2 separate regions of the Dromaius novaehollandiae genome follow, and region 2 is linked to region 1. Evidence: chromatin contacts called from public Hi-C data. All regions are on one chromosome and are shown on one strand. Each heading gives the region's core, a stretch centred on a gene start, on an enhancer-like site or on the middle of the called end of the contact. The rest is flanking DNA. Distances are from core to core; before and after follow the strand shown.

The links. Hi-C and Micro-C count contacts between places; a contact is called where the count stands out from the background.
Region 2: a contact with region 1 is called in a Hi-C map of brain, with 5 times the contacts expected there. The contact joins the promoter of ARL8B here to the enhancer-like site in region 1. A contact is called at or near these places in 2 of 4 Hi-C or Micro-C datasets (brain and ovary).

Annotation. Positions count from the first base shown.
Region 1 is chr12:24,790,988-24,796,357 of bDroNov1.hap1, reverse strand. The region is part of intron 41 of ITPR1 (inositol 1,4,5-trisphosphate receptor type 1); the gene reads right to left. Among named protein-coding and RNA genes, the nearest start is that of ITPR1, 100 kb to the right of the region's middle. Within about 2 kb of position 2,152, at least 1 of the 2 cell types and tissues checked has open chromatin away from gene starts, as enhancers often do.
Region 2 is chr12:24,931,617-24,936,986 of bDroNov1.hap1, reverse strand. ARL8B (ADP ribosylation factor like GTPase 8B) reads right to left here and starts at 2,490. Exons shown (of 7, transcript XM_026110666.2): 1 at 2,183-2,490. The coding sequence starts at 2,305. LOC112988862 (a long non-coding RNA gene) reads left to right here and starts at 2,676. Exons shown (of 2, transcript XR_003260643.2): 1 at 2,676-3,536; 2 at 3,680-4,804.

The DNA.
Region 1 (5,370 bases), core at 903-3,402:
GAATTTCTCTTCTCTGTATGATACAGTCACTATCGCTCTTACTGCAAACACCCAGCAAAGCAAAATGTTCTCATTCTGCTACCTGTCCTGAACCATGAAAACAAGTTATAGAACAAATTAGTTGGCTGTCCTTCATAATTCTTCAATAATAATAGATGAATTCCATGAAAAGATAAATACCCACCAGTGTAGGTTATTTACTTGCAAAGCCTCCTTCGTAAAGCCAATATCTTTACCTTGTAGAACTGAGAAAAAAATTTGTATTGGATGGGAAATTTTAGCCTTTGCAGATGATATGTAGGTGTGTTTGTCAAAAATGTATTTGACTTGCTATGGATAAGTTTCAGGGCAGCAGAGAATAACTGGGAACCAAAAGCACTGAACCTGCTTTGAAAAATTCTTCCCACGTTACAGTTTATCGTTGTAACAGACCCGTATCGAAGTTACTGTGCATTATATTTTTAGAATGCGACGGAGGATTTTACACTGGCATAAATTAAGCGGCAGCATCAGATGTGGAACAGTATATTGTTATGGTGCACAGCTCCTGCAGCCTTCGCGCACAGCCCGCAGGATTTGCGGGGAGAGGAGGGGGACCGCTGCACCGCGTGACGCAGCCGCAACCGCACGCTTACGCCTGCTCACCTCTGCGCACATGCGTGTGCACGCCTGCACGACTCCCACCTCCGTGCATCCGCAGAGCCTCGGTGCGCTGCCAGACCTTTGGGTGGGAAACCTGGCCCTAGGACTGTCAGCGTCTAAGCTGAAAGGTCACCAAGATCTACATATGACCGTTCGTTCTTTAGTTTTCCAGAGTTTGCAGTTTCGAAGGCATGTTTTATTTGGGCTGGGACTTTCCTCAAGTTAAAGAGCTTGGTCTCTTATATGCCACGGACCTTCAGTGAGAATTAAATCTCACTTGCTCCTCTTACAATTCCCAATCTTTCAAGCCATTTACAGTAACTGAATATAGTAAAAACTACCTTTGCTACACATTTTACATTGGTAGCTTTAATCTGCTGTTAACATGGTGCAAATATTTTGACAAATTACTGTTAGAAATGCTCCAGTCTCCTGTTCCAAAGAGCTTACAAATTCCAGGTCTAGTTTGTGCAATAACAGTCCAAAGATTGCAGGATTTGTGAAGGGAAAAAAAATATAAGGCAGCCCACAAAAATTTATTAGAGCCTGCATTTCCTCTACTCGAGACATAACAAGTGAAGCACTGTCTAAGTGTAAAATACACAAGAGAAATGACTGTGGTGTAAGCTCTCTCTACCAGGAAAATAATATAAAATTGCATCTCTCCAGCACTTAGGAGGTTAATAATTCTTCTAAATCCAATTAAAAGATCCACAAAATAGCACATATTTTGCACCTTACTCAGCTGTTCTAAAATAGTTTTACAGTTTATCATTGAAAAACATCACTGAAAAGGTTACTTCAGTCAAACCCTTTGAACCAGGATTTTCAGTTCTCTTTCCACCTACTTGAAACCTCAAGACCAAAGTGAAGAGGGAAAAAAAAGCCCCAACTCAAAAACTATATTGAGCGAGTCTGCAGGTGTATTTCATTGGATACTGTTTATTAACTGAATAAAGAAGATAACAGATGTCATTACTTAATCAAAAAACCCACTGGCCTTTTAATAGAAGTTTTACTTAAATCAGTTATTTACCTCAAATGTTAAAAGTCTTCTGAGCTAAATAATTACAGTGCAAACTCAGGGTGCTTTGAGTTTTGCTGCATCTGGTCTTTTTGCTTTCTGCTAGCTACGTGCAAAGATGACGGGCCAGGGACCATCCCTGCCCAAGGGTTCAGGCTCGGGGACAGATCACCATCAGCTCTGCAGAGGAATAAGAGCTCGACAGAGCTCTCTCTTCAGGCAGACAAACAATTTGAATAATAAAAAATACAGATCTAAATCATATGGGAACAGCATTATCCTGAGAAGAACCAGCAGCCCTACAACCGCGGCAGCTACCGCTGCAGCCTCGGCTCCTGGCAGCCTCAGCACGGGCTGAAGTAACTGTAAACAGCTCCACCACATTTATTGGCAATTACTGCTGAAGGTCACACATCAGCAGCAGGCCTAAATTCCAGGAAAAAAGGCTGCTCTTATGTAACTGCTGCTTGAATGTTGGCAGGTGCCCAATGGAGCGGTTCACTGCAATGTAGGGAGGAAAAAAGAAAAAAAAAGTAGGACATCTCCCAGTCACATTCGGCATCCTGCGAATGCCACCTGCAGGTGAAGGCTAACACTTCTCTCCTCCTTACTCGCCCTTCCGTAAGAGCAGCCTCTTTCTCTGGGAGATGCACATCTTAGTGCCTAAGGAATCCTGGCACCTACCTAAATCCAAGGAGAGCAGACTGGGAAGTTGGCACGAGAGGCAGAGATGCTTTAAAGTGGGGAGTGCTTTGCTACCGGAGTCATGCTCCTGGACCACAGAGAACCCAAGATCCATACAATCATCTCAACCTGAGATTTGGAGCACTGCAAAATCTGCACTTGTACGGTGCTTGGACTTCATTGTGGGTTAGGGACTGAACTAAAAGCAAGTCAAGTTGTTGTATCCAATTGCAGCAGGGGTTTGTTACCATTGCATCAAGATTCACACCTGAAAATACTTGAGAAAAATGTAGTTTGGTCCTGAGCTGCCTCCTAGAGAGGCCAGCATTGGTAACAACTCCATCAAGAATAAAAATCACAGGGGTACAAGCCCAGTACGTAAGGAGTAGATTAAGAGAGACTCAGCCCAAGAGCTTTGTACAGAGAACATGTCAGTGTCCTAAGGATTTTATTCTCTCTCTCTTACTAGAAACATCTGCATAGAGCCTATGCTAAGTCGTCCCTATTGGGCTTTTTAATCTGCACAGAGTCATAGCTCGTAACATCAGTCTAACGCTCTCGGAAGGTTTGCGAAGTTGCAGCACCGGGAGCCCAGAGTGGAAACAGAAAGACGAGCTCTGAACACACAACTCCCTAAGATCATGACTTGAATACCCAGCACTGGGTTTTGGTTTTCTATTAAAACCAATCATGCTTTTCTTCCATCTTCCAAGATATGTTTTCTGCTCTTTATTTTAATACCAGTCTTCATAGACCCCATCCCAAAGGTCTGTGCACGTTTACAGTTTACAGGAACTTGAATGTTTTGGAAATACTGAAAAAACAGATTTCATTTTCAGTATATCATAATTTCTGTCCCCAGAAGAAACCTGTCCTGTGAGGCCTGCCTCAATACTAGATGCTGCAGAGTCTGAAAAACATCTGCGAAAGCTTAAACATTTTATCCCCATATTTGTACGAGGAAGGTTCATGGTCCTCAGACCATATTAATAGATGTTAAAAACACGCACCACACCATACCACCTCTCCTGGAGGACAGGAGTTCCTTCCTGCCGCTCCTATCCAACAGTGCCACCAAAAGCTACCTTCAAGAGAAATCCCTCAATAGAAAGTAAATTAACTAGGCCAATGTAAGGCCAGTTGGATTAAAGCCTATCACTCCTTCCCTTCATTTCCACAGCGTGTCTTCAGCTTTGCAAGTACTTCAGAAAGTCAGATTTGCCAGCCACAGAGGTCCCGACTGACACATTCGGTTACAGGCGGTGACAATCCTTCCCGTTCTGCGGGGGATTTCCGGGGCGCCAAGGTGGATTCCAGCGTTATTCACCAGCGAGAAGGGCACTCCCTGTCTGCAGTCAGAAGTTTTAAGAGGGACTGTAACTCCAACTTCCCTACTACTACATCTGATAATAGACAGACTACATCTGATAATAGACCTTTTTTTTTTTTTTTTTTTTTTTTTAAAGAGTTCATTGCATAAGGGTGTTTGGACTCCCCTCATTGAAATTACCTTACAGTAGTAACTGCAAGATATATAGATCTATCTACGCATGCAGTCTCACTCAGATACTGTGAAATTTTAATGCAGCTATGCCATAGGACAGTTACTCTAATATGGTGTTACCCTGAGGGAAGGAGGAGCATTTCAGCTGATCAGAAAAAGTAAACTACCCAGAGTTTGACAGACAGGCAAGTTAATAATTTTGTTAACAATGGAACTTTCTGTACTCTTTGCCCTAAATGTTTACAGTTGCCAGGGGGACAAGGGAAAAAAAGAGAAAAAAAAAGGAAACACAGGGATTTCTTTTGAGAAATTGATTCGAACCAGGGTCTGAAACCCTCTCTGTAAACAGATGATGCTCATTTCCGAGAGCTATAAACACACCTGCTCCATCCAGGGCACCGCTCCACCAAGGAGCAGGAACGTTCCTCCTTCGCAGCCTTCAGACCAAACTCTGAATTGCTCTGCACATGCTGCCTGATTTATTACAGGCAGAGACAGCATGCTACGCCCAGCAACTAAAGGGGAAGATCTTCATATTATGACTTAATTTGCAATTAAACAATTCAAACTTCTGTCTGAAGTTTCTCCAAGATGAATTACACACCCTGTTCTGGGAAGCTGTAGTACCACGTAATATAAGGGGGCTAGCACTTGATGGAAATGTTAATATGCCACAGATTAAGTTTTCAAAAACAGCACATTTCTGGTGGAGTATTCTCAGTTCTAAGAGGAGGAAAAAATCTCATTTTGTTTAAAAGAAAAGAGAGAGAGAGAGAGAGAGAGAGAGAGAGAGAGAGAGAGAGAGAGAGAGAGAGAGAGAGAGAGAGAGAGAGAGAGAGAGAGAGAAATAATTACACCAAAGGTTACGCACCAAAGCACCCCTGTAGCTAAAAAATGTTAAGTTTGGTGTGACACCTGGAGACAGACCTGAGCCTTCTCGTTCTGATCCAGGTCAGAAGCAACTCCACTGGAGTAAGTGGTGTTCCACCACATGAAACAAGAGTCATTCAGAACAAAAGCCAGACTCATACTTTCTAAATGCTCATCACTTATCTTCTACACACATTAATGGGAAGTGCGCACTAAAAGTAGAAAATTGCCACAGACAGCAGATTGAACGATCTGAGTAGCTCTCATTGAAGGTGTTCTGATGAAAGAGTTTGTCACTGGAAAGTGTAGTTTCTTTGAAACTGAAACTTTCAATAGGAGACTCTTGAATTTTTTCTTAGGAAGGATATTGCAGATCCAGGATGGAGCTTCTGCTCCAAAGCAGTCAGAACACCTGAAAAGGGGACCCCAGAGCAGACCAAGATGATGGTACTGACTCGTGACACTGGAACATGGCAAAGCTGGGGCCTGAGTGTCCCAACCATAGGTTAGGTTAAAAACCACACACTAACCACCCCCATACCACTCTGGTTTGTTCTCATGAGGAATGAGTTTTCTTTTAAACTCTCTCCTCTAGAAGTCCTTCAACCCAGCACTGGGGGACGTGTCTGCTGGGGTCTACTCTTGT
Region 2 (5,370 bases), core at 1,241-3,740, 140 kb before region 1:
AAGCTTGGTGTGATTACAGACAAGCTAAGCGTTTGTTTACACTAGAGGCATAAACATGGCCAAGGAGGATTATCAGCCTAGAAAAAGGTTATTGCAGAATTGGATTGTTTGCCTTTCACAGATTTTTCCACCTTCATGGCAGGCAGCAGTTGTGTCAAGGCTCCTTTGTAATTGGCTTGAGTTTTTCCTCCAGTTACACATGCTTGATTTGATTGGATACCCACACAACACACCAGATTACATTAGAGATCTGCATTAGATTAAATGCACTGTTAGAAGTCTGGTAACAGCTTTGTTACACCGGATGCAGCCTTATAAGCCATACCGAGCTCCTGGTATGTAATCCAGTTTCTAGAGCTACTCTATAGGACTAGCATCTTGCTGTGTCATTCCTTTCATTTTAGTTTTATGGAATCCCAATGCTTTGACAGCTACTTCCATGGAGGCCATTAACTGGCCTGCAGAGAGCAGTTCTTTTCTGGGCGCTAGTTTCCAAATGCACACTAGGAATTAAAATAAGCCAAAGAAGTGACTGACAAGAAGAGAGATCTGCATGCCATGGGCTGCACTACTCTTTCTGTGAGAAGCAATATTGTGCTGGTTACTGAAGCTCATGCTGTATTTTTTATTACTTGTTAGAAAAACCAAAAAACCCAAGACAAAACAAAAACTTGAGCAAGTCTCTGAAGTCTGACATACTCACTCCATTCCACCTCTATCCGCCCCAAAGTCACTAGATTCCCTAATTAAAAACTTTGGAAATGCAACTTGCTATTTCCTAACCAAAACCAGCTAACCTAACTAGGTTGCACATTTTGCACAACTTCCTTATTTCACTCAGTTTTGCAAGCCTATTTGAATGACACTCAGATAAATTCCTGGGTGTGATGCTACTGTGCAGTTGGACTCCTGCAAGATTCAACTCCCAGCAAAGCAAGCTGGATGAAGATGTCAGCTTTATACAGCAGCACTACCACTTGAGACAATCTATATAGACTAAATTTCTATGCAGCTACTACAACTGCACACATCTGCACTACAGTTTCACAAATAACTCCTCAAAGGAGATGTGCTGCTGGTGCTACACAAACAGAAAAGTGAATGGCACTGTGTAAGGTATTACCATCCAGGACTCCAGAAGATGAAAAACCTGCAAAATAATCCCACTGCCCAAATTTAGTTGCAAGAACAAACCAATCAGTATCAGCTCAACTATTAGATGCTTCTATTCAAAAAATATCCTACAACTTGGAAGCTTGAAAAAAAACCGTTGAACAACCCCAACAGTTCTGTTTCAGGTTAGTCCAACAGTTTTTGCTTAACGTACCTTTCACTAGGGTTGTCCACTTCATGCGATTACGACTGGGCCCACTAAGTACTAATATTCTCAACTACACAATATCTTTGTTATGTTTTGATAGCTAATCAGTGTAAAGAGGATGACATACAAATGTAAGAGAATGACAGCCTTTTCCCTACCAAGATATCCATCCAACTGACAAACAATGACACTCATAAAAATATTAAGGACACAGCCTCAAAGCAAGGTTGAGGGTCTGTTCAGATCTGAGGTTGGAGACGTTCACTTCCCGATCCCGGGCGCGCCAGAGCCTCAAGGCAATCGTGCTCCCTGCAAAACAGAAAGGTGCACCGGCTTCCCACCGCAGCCTCCCTACAAGGGCCTCCAAACTCCAGCTCGTCTCCGAGCGCCTTCTGCCACGTGCATCCCCAGAACAGGACGCAGACGAAGCCAAACACCCCATTTAAGCAAGCCATTTTCCCCCCCTTGTTCAGCAACAGGAAAGGCCTCACGGAGGAGGCTCCCCACACCCTTCCTTCACCCGCTCCAGGCGGAGCACCAGAGCAGCAGGCCCAGGTAGGCCGAGCAGCCTGCTGCCACCAGGCCTGGTAGCGGCGCTTGCCAGGACGCACCTCACGGCTACCTGACGCAGGTTTCTGCAACGGAGGTGCACAAAAAGCCGAGGGAACAGCTGGGAGGGAGAGAGGCAGCGCTGAATCCCTGACCGGCGCCCACCGGGGCAGACCTGCGTGCGCGGGGCGAGCGGCGAAGCCACCCCGCGCTGCGCTGCGGGGCCTGGGGGGGAAGGCCGCGCCCGGCCCGGCTGGGCCCCCTCGCGCACACACGCACCGCCCGCCCGCCCGGCCCGGCCGGGCCGCTCACCGCGATGACGTTGACGAAGGTGGTCTTGCCCGAGTACTGCAGCCCCACCAGCGTCAGCTCCATCTCCTCCTTCCAGAAGAGCGAGCGGAACCAGTCCAGCAGCCGCGACAGCAGCGCCAGCATGGCGGCGGCGGGCCCTGGGCGCTGCCTCGCGCGGGCTCCGGCTCCGGCTCCGGCTCCGGCACTGGCGGCAGCGGCGGCGGCTCCGGCCCCACCGACGCCCGCTCGCTGCGACGCGACCCGCCTCACCCCCGCGCCGCCGTCATATGACGCCGCCGCGCCGCGCGGCAAGAGGGGCCGCGCCGCCGCCGCCGCGCCCCGCAGCGGCCCCTGGCGGCAGCGCCGTCGCGCAGCGCCCTCGGAGGACCGGCCGCGGCGGCGCGGGGCGGGGCCGGCGCGGGGGGCGGGGCGTTTCGCCGCGCGCCCCGCCCCCGCGCCATCTTGCGCGGGAGCGGGCGGGGGGGAAGGACCGCCTCCCCCCCCCCCCCCCCTCCGCGCCATCTTGGGTAACGGCCTGCGCAGAGGCCGTCTCCTGCGGGCGCCCGGGAGTGACCGAAGCGGAGGCCGAGGTGCGCAGCTCGCCCGGCCCTTCCCGGGAAGAGCCGGCCCGGAGGCCCCGCCATCCCCGTGGCCTGGGAGCTCCCTGGGGACGTCACTGTGGTCGCCCCGGCGGGACCGGTGTCCCCCGACTCTGCAGAACAGAGTGAAAGAGCAAACCCGTGCACAAGCCTGCGCATCTTTTTTAAAGCAGAACTGATAGGACTCGTAATATTCACAGGGACGGAGAGCTTCCTTTCCGCAGTGCGTTTCACACCTTGTCCAAGCGATCTGCCCTTGCCCCCGAGAGGCACCGTGGCGGATCCCCGTGCACGTGTCATCCATAAAATCCCCTGTCGCTAACTCTGCCGGAGCTCAACCGCGGCATTTGCTGTGCGAGGCCGGGGCCCGAGCACAGTGTTCGAGCAAATAAAAATTTACCTGGGAAAAAAAAAAGAAAAATCATGAGGAGTCTAAAAGCAGCCTGAGGAACGAGCACATTTCCCCTCCTTTAGCTGAAGTACCCTTTTTTTTTGTTGGGGATTTGTTACACACCGCACCATGCCTGTCCCCAGGCCCCGGCGGCAGCGCAGCTCCACACTACCCTCCAGTGGCTGAATGTCACAGCGTGACCCTCAACGCGCGAGAATCGCGTGTAAAACCTGCGCCCAGCAGTACCCCGAGATACAACATGCCAGAAATGCAGCTGGCAAATCCCGGTAGGGCCATCGTTAGCATCGACGGAGGCCTCCCTCGAAAAGAAACCGCGCACCCCGACCTCCTCGAGGCGCGGGGCGCTCACCGGCCGCTGCGGGAGGTAAAACAGGGGTTGCCTTTGTATATTATGTTCTCCAAGGATCCGGCAGCATGTAACATCCTTTGTTAATTGTTTGTTGGTTAAAGTGCGGGAGAGGAATCTCTTTGCAAGTCTCTTTCTGACCGTGGTTTGCTCACGTATAGGTTGACGAAGATTTTGCAGGAGCTGAAAGCTGTGGTGTGTCACCGCGCTCAGATTGCAGACCCGGCCCAGAGCCAGTCTGAGCGGTCAGCCGCTCCGGTAGATGCAGATCATCGCTTGGCAGGTAAAAGTGTCCTGAGGTGCGTACACATTGTAGTACACTCCGAAAACACATGTGGAACGGGCAAAAGCACATCTTATACAGCAACCATGCTTTCCATGAGGTGATAAATGAGTATTTTACTCCTGGGAGCAAATCCAATTTCCTTATTCAACCGCTGGAACAAAATAGTGTGAGAAGCACTGAGTACTTCTGTAGCTGAAAACATCACGATTCCCCCTATCTATTCCAGCACTGCAAAGATATCACAGAGATTTCTACGTGTACTGCAAATTCTGTATAGAGGAAGGTTCTTCTCCTTTGTGGCATGATTTTCGGGTAATCAATTTTGTGATTTATTACCAGCTGCTTCCAGAGCCAGCAAATGGGGATGCTATGTCTATTCTCTCAAACCACTGAGTATTTCAGGCATTTGCACGTTCTCATATGTCAAGTGTTTGAACACTGTAAGTATTTCTCCCAATAAAATCCTGCTATAATATATAGCAGAACAAAAGATGGGCAGTTGTGTTTAAACTCAAAGCAATGATAGGATTTATTATCTCCAGTTAACAGTATGTTCTTGGTATTCATCTCAAATTACAGGACTCTCCAAAATGCCCCTCACAATGATCAGAAAGGCCACAGTGAGCACTACTCTTGTTACATAATTTTATGGACTGCTCCATACGGGGTTTCTGAGGGCTTTAGACTTTGCCTCCTCGTTTCCATCGTTGGCAGCCTGCATACGCGCCCCGGGAATCTTTACACTCCACTGCAGCAGTGCAGAGCACTTCGAGCAGTGCAGTCCCTGCTGCTGTGGCTTGCAGGATATTTCTGGCATCTGAGAAGGACCTGTCTGCCGGTGGCCACGCTGGAAGAAAAGAGCACGTAAAAGCAGCAGTCAGGTCGTCAGCTTCTCTGTCTAGACATTTCCTGGAAATTCCCTGGAGGTTACGAAACACAAGAGGAGAACCACTGGACTCACGCAGTGTTACAATAAATAAGCCCAAATTTATTTAGGATACATACACAGTTGGGTTGACATTTATTTAAATTACAAAGTACCTAAATTACCAAACTTCCGTAATCACATGAAATGGTATATTGCTGTATCCTCAGATGAACCATAAAAGTTTATAATGTTTGGGTGATGCAAGAAAAAATATTCTGTAACTCCTGTCAAGGACAAAAGCTTCAGAATTTTCCATGCCCGTTCAGGAAAACCTTGACATCACGAAAGGTCATACAGAAGATGTAATCAGTATTATATGGTGCCAGATTAGTGCTAATCAGTAAGTGGTGTGCACATGTGTGTATATGGCAATATTCTAGCTCACCCGGCAGACTTGTGGTCACAAGTCATTTCAGTAAGCTGCGTTTTCATTTTCATGGCTAAAGGTCCTCCTTCGCCATCATCACTGCCAGAAGGAAATTTTCTAAGTCACACTGCATTATTTTCCTGAGCCAGCGGGTAAGAATGAGGGGCCCAAATCTATTCCCATAGACCAGTGTCAAACAGGACTAAAAAAGCAAACAGAACTGCACTGGCGTAAAACCACGGGGACTGCACACGGGGGCACAGCAGTCTGC